2 separate regions of the Mus musculus genome follow, and region 1 is linked to region 2. Evidence: chromatin contacts called from public targeted proximity ligation data. All regions are on one chromosome and are shown on one strand. The core of a region is the stretch at or near the end of the contact, and the rest is flanking DNA. Distances in the headings are between cores, read along the strand shown.

Region 1 (7,017 bases), core at 3,107-5,606, 190 kb after region 2:
TCGGGTTCTTCTTGACACTGTCCTGGGTGGTCTCTCTCAGAAGGACCCATCCCCTACAGAGCCTGAGGTGTGGCTCAGCACCAAATGGCTCTTGGTAGCAATGGCTTTTGGAACCCATGACCTGGATCTCTGGAGGGATAGATAGGGCAGGAGGTGTTGGTGTATGTAGGTGATGTGAGACTCAGACTCAGGGTAGGTGTTTAGAAAGGGGGATCCTACCTCCAGACCCAAGCATCACACTGGGGGTGACCTGTCCAGTCTTTCTAGACTGCCGTTTACCCTTCAAAAGGAAGTGACCATTTTTTCTTCTTTTTTTGCTTGCACAGTGGCAGTATCATAGCCAACGAGGTCTATCCAAGGCGTGATTATTGCTAATTGAAAACTGAAGGCAGTGACCTTTGGGGGTTCTAGAGCTAGATATTGCTGCCCTCTGCTACTAGGGCCAGAAGGAGTCTAGGAAAGGCTATTCCAGAAACCAACCTGGAGTTAGGCACGGCCCCTCCTGTTGCCCCCTCCTTTGTCCTGACTCTGCTCGGTTCCCACCCCTGTTTCTTGGCAGACTGCGTAGAGAGGGAGGAGGCCTGCCTGGACAGGCTGGGCTGCAGGCCCTGGACAGGGCCAGGTTGAGACACGGGCAGAGGCTGCTGGGTTTTGGCTGAGTGGGCCAGTGATCAGTGATCAGGGTCTGGAAGGTGCAGGAAGGGCCCAGGTTTCCTAGTAGGTGACCTTCAGGTAAGGATCAGTGTAATGGTGGCTGAAGATCCAAACCAAAGCTGGCCCAGACCCATGGCTGTGATCGGGAAGCATCCCTGGTTGATCCTATGGTTTGAGATGCATAGCCCCAGGAGCCTAACATTCTCCTATGGCGGGGGGTGGGGGGTGGTGGGGTGGTGGGGGTGGGGTAGGGGGTGGGTGGAGCACCAGGTAGAGCGCCTAGACCTCAGAGTGCTATTTTCTTCTTGGAATCAGCAAGAGTTATTGAGTACCCTAGCAGCGTTGAGGGGCTGGAACCCAGTATATGGGCAGCAGATTATTTAGGTCATTGGGAGCCAGGCATCTGGAGGAAGGTTCAAATGAGTAAAAGACTGATAGGCTGGCATAGGTCTGCTCTAGGAAATCAGAATAAAGCTACTATGGGTCTCGCTGGCCAGCCCACCTCAGCCTCCATGCCTTCGGGTCTGAGTGGCATGAGAGATGGCCACTTACTAGCTAGAACACTCCTTTTAAGCCTCAGTTTCCCCTCTGTAGTGTCTTATCTTCTGTATTTCTTTCCCCCTCCTTGGATCTGTGGAATCCTGTGGAAGCCTGATCCCAAGGCCATGGGTTCACCAGACACACCCAAAGCCGGGGCTGGCCCAGAAGGAGGAGGTAGGTCAACTGTAGCAAGCAGGCCTGGCTTGTCCCCTTCCCTTGGGACCTGGGCTCCCATTGCACTCTTGCTCGAACCTCCCTGTGACTCAGGATTCCCGGAAGCAGTTCAGCTGTGTTTGGAGGATCCCCTATCCCACCCAGGATAATGCCCTCCTGCCCCAACCATCATGGCTTCTGCATTGGCCCAGTGTCACTTGCTGGGTCCCTGCTGTCTGTGCCCCAGAGAGGATGCTGCTTCTTTCTGGCAGCCCTCTCTGGCAATGCCCACTGGCCCTGAAACTCTGCCAAGGCAAGCAGTTCCCTCTAATCTCCCAGTTAAGGCAGCAATGAGGCCCCTCCTCCAGGGTCAGCTTTCCTCTGGCTGGTTGCCCAGAGGCCCAGCAAATGCTGGGAATTGCGTTGCCGAGCTTAGAGGTGCCCAGAACTCCCAGTGGTCCCTCCGTGGTGATCTCCCTGCCTCTTCTCTTCCCTTGGCCTTAGGGAACATAGCCCTGGATATACCATACAAAGCTGGATGGCTGATAAGTACAGCCTGGATGGCTGATTCCTGGCTATCTGAGCTGAGCTGCTGCACCTGAACTGGGTGTTAGCGGGCACCCCCCCACCCCCCGAACGCTGATTTCACTCTCAGGCCTGTGGCCTGTGGGGGTGCTGCCTGCTGGTGCCTTGATTTCCCTTTCCGTCAGGGCTCTTGGGGCTGGTGTGGACCAGTAGTGGCTTCAGAGCTCACAACAGATGATCGCAGCAGTTAAACACTGTTCACGGCTCAGCTTGTAGATTTGGCCACGTTTGTTGTAAATGGCCCAGGGAAGAGCTTCCTTGTATGCTGGCCTTCCCCTTTATGCTCAGCGCTACAGGAACAGGATGCCAACATCACACTTGGACTTTCCCATGGCCTTGACTGTGGGCCTCTGGTTCCTGGGTCTTGAAGGGTTGTTTATTGCCTGCCTCCCTACCCCCACTTACAATGGAAGTTCTGGACAGCTAGGGACGTGCGTTTGGGCATTGTGTGAATCTCTTAGTCCCATCTGCTGGCCCTGATCCCACGTTACCCCATTGCCACTGTCCTGGCTGCTGTATGGGGGATGAGGACACAGGCTATTGGCTTTGTTCTGCCTCCCAGGTTCCCTGGAAGCAGTCCTGGTCTGTAGTAGCTTCATGGGAGTAGAAAAGTGGAAAAGGCATGGTCCTATACTGGAGAAACTCTCTCTCTCTCTCTCTCTCTCTCTCTCTCTCTCTCTCTCTCTCACACACACACATACACAGCAGGATGACAGAGGACAGTAATCATCTTCTTGGAGCATGTAGCTCTGCATCCTAGAGGTTGTGCTGCAGGAAGGTGATTTTCTTCTTACCGGGTAGTCAGGTGGGCTTCTAGGAGGTGGTGGCAAATGGTATGGAGAGAGGGGCTAGTGGGGTGCAGCCCACGTCACCTGGGCAGGGCTTTGCTGAGCCCTTTGGGGTTGGTGGTTAGGCACTGGTCCAGGGTACCTCTTTAATTCTCAAGGTAACCTGGGGGTGGCTGCTCTTTAACCCCGCCCTCCACCCCTCGCCAGTTCTCAGGCAGGAAGCTGCTGTCTGGGGCTGGCCTCCTGCAGGTGGAAGTGTCAAGTGGAAGGCAGGCTGATGTTATGCCTCTGCAGAGTGGCCTGAGCCAGCTCTCTTGGTCCTTTTGTTTGTGGTGAGCCAGAGAAGGCACCCCCAGGTGTGTGTGGGAGGAACCCAGAACAGCTGTGGCACCCAGTTCCCTCAGTGACAGAGAGGCGATGATTAGCTCATAGGACTGCACCACGCTGACGGCTGACATTTGTCTGCTGCCGTTTGACTGCGAGGACCTCAGTTTCCTCCCCTGTCAGAAGGTGTGAAGTCTCTGTTTAGGGACTTCGGGAGTCCTCAGCTACTGCGAGGCAGGCCCTCCTGCTCCCCCCTACCCCTTTGTCTCCTCCTACTAGCTGTAGTTCCCACGACTGGCCAGTGCAGGAAGCCATCTGGAGGGCTTATTTACCCTCGCTTAGCCTCCCTGGCAGGAAGTCACCGGAAGGGCCGTCCCCAGGGGCCCCTTCAGGCCTGTGAGGACAGCCAGCGGCTTGGGGGTCTGTGCTGTGGAGTCCCCCAGTGGAGCAAGGGGGCAGGGAGCTGGGAGAACAGAGCCAGGCAGGGCTGGGAGCCGGGTGTGTGGCTGGAGTGGGGTTGAGACATTTCATCTAGGAGCCATCTGACCGTCTGTCCACCCCTCCCCCGCCCAGAGGAGGCCCAATAGTGCTGATCACAGGACTCAGGCAAAGCCACTTGGGGCTCCATCCCAGGGTGGTCTGTGTGATGTGTGTGGGATCCTGGGAACAGGAGGGGACACACGTTGCACGGACCACCAGGTGGAGGCTGCATGGGGGAGGAGTGATCTCAGGGCAGGAAGCGGAAGAGGTGCAGGAAGCAGATGTGGCCTTGGGAAGGGAGGGGCCCCTGGGAGTGGGGGCAGAGGAGAGAGAAGTAGAGAGATCACAGAGCACAAATAGTACCAGTGGTCTGGGCCCTTCGGACCCCTCTATTCCCCTTCCACAGGCCTCTGGTCCGTTTGTTCCTCAGAAGTCCTCTCGGACCTCCATATCAGCTCATTAGACTGGCTGTTTAGGCCTAGGAACCTGGGCTTCTGCCTTACAGGCCAAGCGTATCCAACTGCCCCAGGCATTTGTCCATTGGCTGGTCTAAGTGTGATTGACAGGGCCTGGGGACTGTTCCCACGGACACTGCCAGCTGGGCCTGCCCTGCCCCAGGAGGGACCTCGAACCCTGTGGGACCTGTGGCCTGGGTTCTTGGCAGCCTTGTGTCTGTCCTGGCTTTTCGTCTGCCTTGGGGAGTTGGGTGGGCCCTGGGGGTCACACAGCCCTGTCTCAGCCAGCTATGGGTAGGTCAAGGTATAGCCTCCTCATTCTCAGTGTCTCCCCTCCCCCCTGTTTCTGGAGACTTCCGGTTTCTGGAGACTGTAGCTTACGATACGACCCTGAGTGCAAACCCCTAGATGTGCTGGGGTTTCCCAGACAAGCATCCTTCCAAGCCTCTGTCCTGTGCTGGAGGAAGTGAACATGAGAACCCAGTCTGGGTCGGAACAGAGGCTGTCCCTTGGCACAGTGGTGGCCATTGATTGTCCCAGGAGGACCACTGGTAGGTCCAGAGCATTTGCTGTGTACACCGAGGACATGCCGTCCTGCGATCCAGCTTCACACAGCCCTGGGCTGAGACTCCCCCCACCTCAGAGGCTGTGCCAGGGTCAGGAGATGATTGGCTGTCTCTGTGAGGCCAGACCTTCAGAGTGGGGTCAGCCTTGGCTCAGCCCAATAATCTTGCCTTCCCACGAGATACCGAGTGAATCTGAGATAGTGCAGAAGTCCCAGTGGAATGGGCTAAAGTATTTAAACCACAGCCAACCCCAAGTGTAGCCAAGGAGCATCAAGCACAGTGGGCCAGGTGTCTACCTTGTAGCTGAGAGTGCAGAGCCCAGGGTAAGGCTGACTGCACCGTGTCCCGGCCTGGCTAGGGCAGGGACACCTTAGCTGTGATGCTTTCCTAGGCCCAGTACACCCCGCTGATACCAGGGGATCTTCCCTCTGCTCTTCCCTTGGCCTGCCAAGACGAGGGCATTTGGATGGACAGAGTCAGGCTAATTTGGGATCCTAGGCCTGTGTTCACAGCTGGGAGGCAACACCCAGAGAATCCACAGGATACGGCACATAAGCCCGCTGAGCACGGGAGCAGAAGGATGGGTCCTGGTCCTCAAAGATTCCAGAGATGATATAGAGACCATCAGGCCATGCAGGCTAGGGTGATCTGGAGAGTGTGTGCGTGGTTTCTGGCCAACAGCTCAGCAGGTCTGTGACCAGAGAGTCCCCTAGAGAGTCCAGAGACATCATTCAGGAAGTCTTTGCCAGGGTGAGGCTACATCCTTAAGGATCCTGGAGGGCCTCCAGAGGGAGGCAGCCAGGATAAACACGAACAAGAAGCCCACCTGCCCTTTACCGTGTAGGAGCATGCTGTGTTCAGAAGTACTGGTTAGTGTTCATCCCCCACCAACCCCCACTGACCACTGGCTAGACTAGAGAGTCACCGAGCAATACGAGGAAAACCAGGAACCCTCTTCTCTAAGCTTTAGGAGCTAGCAAGAGCCATAGGCTGCCCCAGCTGGTGCATAAAGCCCATGTGGGGAAGAACAGGTCTACAGCAGTTAGGGAAGGTTGAGTTGAGTGCCTGAGAGACCTGTATGGTCTCTGCTGCTGCCCAAGTCTGGGATTGCAGGCTTGTGTTGGTACCCTCGGCCCCCCAGCTGCATGCAGACCCTGGATAGCTCGCTCCTGGCCACTCGGTTTCCTTGGTTTATGTTCCCAGACAGAAGTAATCCTGGTTCTTTCTTGGCATGTGCTATCTTCCTTGAGGTGGGCTGCGGGGGTGGGGGGGATCCCCTGAGAACCTTCCTTCTCTTGGGGGAGGGGCATCCCAAGTGGTGACTTTTGATCATCTCTATCTTTGGTCCAGGCTCTGAGGTTGGGAGGCTTGGTGGGAAGGGACAAGCCTGCCAGCTGTCCTTCATTTCACTGGCCACGTGGTCCTGGCCAGGCCTGGTGTCCTGGGTATGTAGTCCCCACCTTGGTCTTATCCCACTGCACACCCCCTGTATTTGCATACCCATTGAAATACCTACTGGGTGCAGTGTTCAGAATCCATAGACAAGGGCATCCCCTCAGTGGGAAGAGGACAGATTCCAGGTCAGACAGTGCTGATGGACAGCTGTTAGCCCAGAAGTCACTGACCTGAGGTTCGAGTGACGAGGAGACGTGGGGAGGCAGAGACGTCCATTGAGCAGCTAGGCCGTGCAAAGGCCTGGGGGCAGCGCTGCACTGAGCTCAGTGGTTTGCAGACGCAGCTGGGGAGGCAGGTGCAGAGGAGGCTTAGAGAACAGTTACTGGTTCTGGGGCGATCCTCTGGGTGCGAGAGCATCTGGAGGAGGCCATGGTCTCCCTGAGGTGTGATGGGGGAAGATGAACGACCTAGGATACCCAGCTGGGGCTGTTCCAGGAGGCCTGGCCCTCAGGCGAGTGGCTCAGCATCTCACTAGACCCCCTTCCAGAGCTGCCCTCTGCCTGGGGTTGTAGGGACTGTCTGTGTCCTCTCTTGTGTTGGACTCTGGGACAGGCCTGGATGAAGACCAGAGATCTGTTGGTGCCCATGGTGACTCTGATTTCTGAGAGCTGGCCTAGCTGGCTTTTATTATAGATGATGCCCACTTATTCCACAGTGGCCCTTTGTTGCTGGGCCCTCCTGTGGACACCTATCCTCTACTCTTCTATTAACAATGACACGTCCCTCATTGTCCTGTGTATATGACAGTCACACAGTAAGCCAGTCCTGGGGATGTCTACCCCACTACACAGTTGGGTGAACTTAAAGAAGGCCAATGTAAATAGACAGTGACTATCCCATCCTGTAGGATGGTGGGAACTGGCCAAGTCTTTTTTCTTCCCCTTCTTTCCCAGTGTTTAGGGTCCTTCAGAGAGAGACACTCAGCTGCCCAGATCTCCCAGGAGCCTGCTACTGGCTCTGTCCAAATAAGCTCAGTAAACAGCCCCAGGGTGCTCTCTCTAGCTCGCTTGCGCTCTC
Region 2 (7,132 bases), core at 4,285-6,784:
CTAGGCCTGTGTGGTGGCTTTGGCTTTGGGTAAGTTCCTCTGTGCCTGAGGACCTGCAGATGAGCCAATGGCCGCTCTATGCCAGACCACTGAATGGTGGCACTCAGGATCAGAGTAGCTTCTGGTCCTGCCTGGGCAAAGGATGTTGCTGGGTCGCTGATGGGTCACTGTTGGGAACCACGGGAACCATGGGAACTCCTGGCAGCCCTGACACAGAAATGTCTTGTGTCCTGGAAGGAGGCCTGATTGGGTCTGAAGCGAGGCCTTCATGTGGTAACATTTGGAATTGGGAATTAACTTTTGTAGCCCTGGGCCCTTAATGCCCTCCCTCACTGATGACGGGCATCAGAGCATCTTGAACTGTCTACCTGGTCTCTGCCCACGTCACACCAGGTACTCAGCTTAGCCTGCTTTTCCTCAGAGTCCAGAGTCTCCAGCTGCACCCGGATTTGCACCTTGCCCACCTGAGTGCCAGCACAGACTTGAACGAGGGCCGAGCCCGCCGCCGAGCCTGGCAGCAGACTCTCAACTGCAAGATTCAGCACATCACTCTACAGCTGCTCGTTGGCATCTTCAGGTATCACAGATCTGGGAGTGGCTACTGAGTTCATTTCCCAGCCTTTCCTCATGACAAGTGCAGCAGGGTCTGCTCTGACCCTGCCCAACACCCTCCCAGTCTTCAATATCTCTCTCTCCTATCACTGGACACTTAAATGGCTATTTCCAAGGTGGCTTCCTGGGAGATGGTGCCCATGTGCTCTGGCTGAAGGCTCAGGGTCAGTCCAGGGATGGTGTGTCCCAGAAGTGAAGAGATACCTGGGAGGGTGGGGGCCATAGCCACAGGACTCAGAAACCAGCCAGTGCGCCATCCAAGGGGCTCAGGACAGATGAGTGTGTGCTTTGCTGCCGGGAAGCTCTTTGACATTGCCCACTTCATGGTGTGTGCCTGTGCTGCCTGAGCCCCGGGGCGTCAGCTAAGTAGTCAAGTACAGTTTGTGTGTTGAATGTGACACTGTATAGGAGCTGAGTTGTTACTTCCAACAACTCAACACGCATCGATTAAGGAGTTGTATCACGGCTTGGGGCCTTTTCTTCCTTCCAACTCTTACTTCTGTAGCATCCTGCTCCTCTCTTGCTGCTTGCTCCGTGCATCCACAGAGAAGGAGGCTTTGATGCAGGTTCTGGTCTCTTCTGAAGGGTTGTCCACTCAGGGGAGGGGGTTGGCAGAGAGCCATGGCCCTCCCAGTAGTACTCTGATTATTTCCAAACTGAAACTTAAACAGCTTTGTTTTTTTGATGTCTTCACTTACAGAAAGCAAATTGATTAGTAAGAAAATGAAGTGGTGTGTCAGAGACAGATTGTATTGTTTTTTTGTTTGTTTGTTTTTGGGTGTTTTGTTTTTGTTTTGTTTTGTTTTGTTTTTTTGCTAAAAGTGTGGTCCTGGATATGTTTCTTTTTTATTCTTGGGAGGTACATTTTTTTGTAAAAAGATTTATTTATTTATTTATTTATTTATTTATTTATTTAATGTGTATGAGCACACTGTTGCTGTCTTCAGACATACCAAATGAACACATCAAATCCAATTACAGATGGTTTTGAGCCACCATATGGTTGCTGGGAATTAAACTCATGACCTCTGGAAGGTCTCTTATGCTCTTAACTGCTGAGCCATCTCTCCAGCCCCAGGGAGACCAATTTTTTTTTATAACTGAAGCAGTTGAGTGTCTTTATATATTTTTAAGCAAAACAAGAACAAAACAGTTTATAACCAAGTATCCTGGTGCAAGCCTGTGATCCCAGAATTTTAGGAGGGAGGCAGAGGTAGGAAGACCCATAGTGCAAGGCTATCCTCCAAGTTTGAGGCCAGCATGAGCAACATAAGACTGTTCACTCTGCCCAAAACAAAACAGCAGGAAGAAAAGAAGATTCCAGGCTGTAAGACTCTAGATGAGTGTGTCTTCTCTCACAATGGAAGGAAGACACCAGGCACATCCACCTGGCCATACCCTGCAGGCTGTCGAGTATTTATAGCATGCCTCTGTAGCTTGGGGAGATTGTAAACTGAGGTCCCATGGGCTTGTGGGACAGGTTATGGAGTGGAGAAGCTTGGCTAAATAGACTTGTGGCTGTGGCTGCATTGTGGGCAGCATTTCCATGCCCTCTAACTCCAAATTGACCTCTGAACTCAGTGGTTTTTGTAGCATGATAGCTGATTGTTGAGCCTTAATTGGCATAAAGAGCTGAGGTCCAAGGAGGCAGTGGCCCTGTCTCCCAGCTTCTTCCTGGTTAGAGAAGTGATGAGGACCACACAGTCCATCCTGATGCTGTCATCCTGGGATGCAGTGAGCTCCGAAGAGTGTGTTTCTCAGCACCATTCTCCTGCTGGACAGCATGACTTTGGGCATTGTGGTGGTTGAGTGCGTGGCCCACCTTCTCTTTGCTAGGGAAGTGAAGAATCACTTGAATTATGAACACCGCGTCTTCAACAGCGAGGAGTTTCTCAAGACAAGAGCGGCAGGGGACCAGCAGTTTTATAAGCAGGTAAGAGGGGCGGGGCTGGGAGGCTCCACCCACTTATTCCTCCTTGTTGAACCGTTTCTCAAAGGCCTTTCCAGATCTAATCATGTCTTATTGTATTGGTCTTTTCAGAAGTTTTTTTTTTTTGTCTGATTCCATTGCTACCTTATTTCTAAATTAGCTTTGTAGTATAGTACATTAATTAAGAGACACAGTATTAAGCATGTGGTTTGATGGACTGTGGCACATGTGCCTTCCTGGGTGACCATGTCCTCAGTCAGGGCATCAGGTACCCTTTCCCTGACTTCAGCCTAGGCAGCCTTTGCTCTGTGTGTGAGGAGAACGTGGCCCTGGGAGGGTTCCTTGCCATTGCCCTGCTAGTCTGAGAGCACCAGTCCTTTCTTTCTCTCAGAGACGGACCTTAGCTGTGTCTTGGCAGCTTCCTGACATTAGCCTAGGTTTGTGGGGGAGCCCTCTGTTTCTGCCCAACCCTTAGTGACTGGTTTGTCCAGTGTACAGAGCACAGGGGTCTTTGATCTGGCAGGCAGCCCTGTGCCCACCCCCCACCCCATGGGTCTGTTGTGACATATTTGAGGTGGGAAGAGCTGCCTGCCTCCAGGGTACAGCCCAGCCACTTGGGTTAACTGGTATGACTCCCTCATGGTGCTTGCGTATGCCTCTCTTCTCCTTTTCTGCCCTGTGACCCTCCTGGTGTCCTCTACTTTCTTATAGTAACCCAGGTCGGTTTGTGGACCCACCATCCGGAACAGGGCTCTCCATACCAGCGCTGGGTTCTCTAGCTATTCAGACTGTTCCCTTCAACCTTTGTGTGGCCTGTTTCTCTTTTGCATCTTCCTGCCTTTGCATACCTGGCTTGGGTATTCCTGGAGCCCCACCTTGTGCATCTGGGTACCTTTTACCTCCTCTTCCTGCCTTTGTTGGGAGGAACCTGTAGTCCGAGAGCTTGCTTGCCGGTGGACAAATGCTTACCTACAGAACCGGGTGGAAACAACTACAGCTGCGGTGCTAGGGGGGTCCCCTGTAGAGTCAGGATCCTGGGGCTGTGTGGTTCCTGAGGCAGCCTGTCAAAGCAGACAGAGCTAGTCTGGGCGCTGTAGAGTGTGCAGAGGTCCCTGGGATGCGGGGCACATATAGCACAAGCACAGCTGGCCTAGTGGCCAGGCGACCTGGGCTTTTTTAGCTTTCGTGATTTTTTAGGTGCAGGTTAGGAATCTCTGTGTCCATACGAACCAATTGCAAGCCTAGAGAGATGATGGCTCAATGGCTAAGATTGTATTCAGTTTCTAGCACCTACCCTGAGCCCATAATCTCAGATATCGGGGGATCTGACTCCCCTGGCCCCTGTAGGCACCTGCATATATTCACAGACACATTACTAAAAATAATAAAAATAAAAATGCATCCATTGTGAAGTTTCCTGTTTGCACAGACTCCTGCCCAGTGGAGCCGGTGGGGGAGAGGCCATGCCTCAGTGGGGCTGCTGTTGGCTTTGGATGGAGGCCGGAGGACCATGAGCGCAGCATGACAGCCTTTCTCACATGCAGGTTTTGGACACCTACATGTTCCACTCCTTTCTGAAGGCGCGGCTCAACGGCAGGATGGACGCCTTTGCTCGGATGGACCTCGACACTCAGTCTGAGGAGGACAGGTGCCTAGCTCTGTTCGAGGTCCTCTTTGGGGGACTGAGGGTTCATACGTCCATTTCATTTGGACATACAGATGATCAGTTCAGTGGGCTATTGAGCAGTTCGCCAGGAACCTCCAAAGGTGCATCCTCTGTGTGTCCCCATTGCGTGCAGGCAGGCTCTGTGTGCCTGGCGGAGCATCCTGCCACACCCTGATCTCTGTCCGTCTTCATTTCCTTCCCATGTTCCCCATTCACAGGCCTATTTTTTTTCCCCTGTGTTTTCCTGATATCTCGTGTGCATCACCCACGACCGTGCCCTGTCCATCTCTGGGACTGTGGGCTGAGAACCTCTGTCCTTTCCCCTTGAGCTACTTGAGGCTGGACTTAGTGACAGGTTCTTACCCGTGCATGCCTCTCACCCTGCTCATTGCTCTGGGTGCGATAGGGAGTAGAGGCTCACACTTACATCTTCGTGCCCATGAAGTGAACTCTTGCTTTTCCCTAGGATAGACAGGATGCTGATAAGTCCAAGGAGACCTACTGTGGAGAAGATGGCCTCCAGGAAGGCCTCACCCCTGCACATCACCCACAGACGCATGGTGGTCAGCATGCCCAACCTGCAGGACATCTCCCTGCCCGAGCTGCCTCCCAGGAACTCATCGCTTCGGATAATGGACACCTCAAACTGCAGAAGCAGCAGTCCAGGTGAGGTGCTACCCTCCTGCGTCTATTCCCCCAGTGTTGCAGCTTAGAGATCATAGCCTGCTTCTGAGGGAGGGAATGTTCTTAAGAATATAAACTATTTTGGCCAGGCATGGTGGTAAATGCCTGTTATCTTAGCAGCTCAGGGGTCTGGTGCAGCATTGGTGCTTGTGAGTTCGGGACCAGTCTGGGTTTCAAGCTACCCTGTGTGAATGTGGTCATAGTGAGGCTGAGTTCGTGCCTCCATAAAAACAGGGGAAAAAAATCCAAAAAACTGGTTTTTAAAAACTATTTTGTGTCTCTGCCCCCACCACTGTGTGTGTGATAGATAAAATACATGTCTGTATTTACAGATGTGTGATGGGATGCCCCTGGTCGGTACCAGTCCCTTCCTAAAGGTTGCTGTTAGATAGTTACAAGCTATTATTGTATTTCTGCAAAACCTTCTCAAGGCTCTTCCTGGTCTGTGTGACATCATAGGCGTCTACGGTGTGTCCCACAGAGTCCTTACTGGGTACGGAAGATTGTTGGGTGCCATGCATGGCCTTGCAGCTGCTGGTCTTAGCTCGGGCTGTCTGTCTGAAAAGACAGTATGGAAATGAAAAAGTCTCAAAGCTCAGAGCAGTAGGAGGAGGTGTGAGCCCCTTGGTAGCCACTTCCTGGGTGTCTGACCTCAGACAGACCAGTTCCTTTTCTGGGCTTGGCAGGTGTGTGCACACTCACTCTGGGACACAGTCTGCCTGCCTTTTCTGTGTTCATCTGAGCTCCCTGACCATTGTGGGCTCCACCTTCCTCCAGCCTCCATAGCCAAAGGACCACCTCTCGCATGGGTGTGGATGCAGTGGCTACCTCTGGTCCCCTGTTCCAAGGAAGCTTTTAGGAGGAGAGGGACTTCAACTCTTGGTCAGTGTTTAGTCCCCAGGGGGCTTCAGAATGCCTGTGGCACTTAGCTCCGGTCTCTTTAGTCCTGACCTTTCGAATCTTTGCAGTGGGAGTACTGGGCTACCACTGCCCAGGCCACTGTTAAGGTGACAAATGCTTCTAAAGGCTAGGCCCTACTTAGCAGGCATATCTTGGCTTTGGTTATCAGCTTAATCTTCAAGGGCCCAGTCCTAGCATTTTTACTTAATATTCATAGTTTTAAAAACATAATTGTCCCATGGAGAATAGTTACTGCCTCTCTGGGAACAAATGGACTCTTCTTTACCTCTGGGGTATTGGGAATGCCCTGGAAGGGGCATGTAGGTGTTGCGGGAAATAATAATAACAAAAAATGAGCTGGCATGCACCAGCAACTCTCTTACTGGTGGGCTGGCCGGCCCTGCAGTAGCAGGCAATGGTCGACTTGTTTTTATCTCAAGAAGACTCTCTGGCCTGGAGCTCCTGGAACATCTCCACCCAGCTTGCTAAGTTCCTCCTGGTGGGTTGCTACCACACTAACCCCAGGCTTCAAATCCCCCATGACCTTTGTGGTACACATCAAGCAAACCCACGTTTTGCCATCATACCTTTCTCTCTTGAACCCAGACGAGCCACCTCCGTGAAGAAAGACACAACACAAACTTAGTTCTGAAACAACAGTAACTCAATCACTAGGCACAACAACTAAAATCCTAACTTGGAAGCCTTATTAAATCTAAATCCTCCAGGGGCAAATCCTGACAGATCCACCATTGGAACCCAGAGACACTCGTAATTACATCTTGTCCTCATGTTGTGCCCACCAAAAACACCTAACTCTCTCCTGTTTCCTCTCTTCCTCTGTCTAACTCGGAAGTCCTTACTCGCCCAGTGATTGGCTCCTTTATTCCTTAGGGAATTGGTTCACAAGAGCAGCACCAGGCCCATCCACAACACATGGGTTCTTGTCCAAGACACACAAAGCTGCCCTCAACAGTGTTATGGGTGCCTCTGCCTTTTCCAGGACCATGCTAATTACATGCATTTTCCCTTGTTTGTTTGTTTGTTTGTTTTTTAGTTCTCAAAGTGACCCCTAAGTCAACATATATGTTCAAGATCCCTGATATCCACTTCCCACTGGAGAGCCAGTGTGTTCAGGCATACTATACAGACTTCGTCACTCTCCTGAGCAAGGCCATGGCGCTGTTGGGTCCTGGCGACTCTCTGCTCCTAGCCAGGTACTTCTACCTGCGTGGTCTTCTCCATCTGATGCAGGGACAACTGCTGAGTGCCCTCTTGGATTTCCAGAACCTGTATAAGACCGACATAGGGATCTTCCCGGCTGATCTGGTCAAGAGAAC

What was found.
Region 1: a contact with region 2 is called in a targeted proximity ligation map of memory CD8 T cells, with 12 read pairs. A contact is called at or near these places in 2 of 130 datasets of targeted methods (the 230-238 cell line and memory CD8 T cells) and 3 of 9 other capture datasets (adipose tissue, liver and pancreatic islet).

The regions. Positions count from the first base shown.
Region 1 is chr15:73,728,850-73,735,866 of GRCm38.p6, forward strand. It overlaps a transcript of Ptp4a3 not described here and the pseudogene Gm22106. Among named protein-coding and RNA genes, the nearest start is that of Ptp4a3, 16 kb to the right of the region's middle.
Region 2 is chr15:73,540,272-73,547,403 of GRCm38.p6, forward strand. Dennd3 (DENN/MADD domain containing 3) reads left to right here. Exons shown (of 23, transcript NM_001081066.1): 9 at 422-577; 10 at 2,449-2,545; 11 at 4,087-4,190; 12 at 4,675-4,874; 13 at 6,850-7,132. Among named protein-coding and RNA genes, the nearest start is that of Dennd3, 31 kb to the left of the region's middle.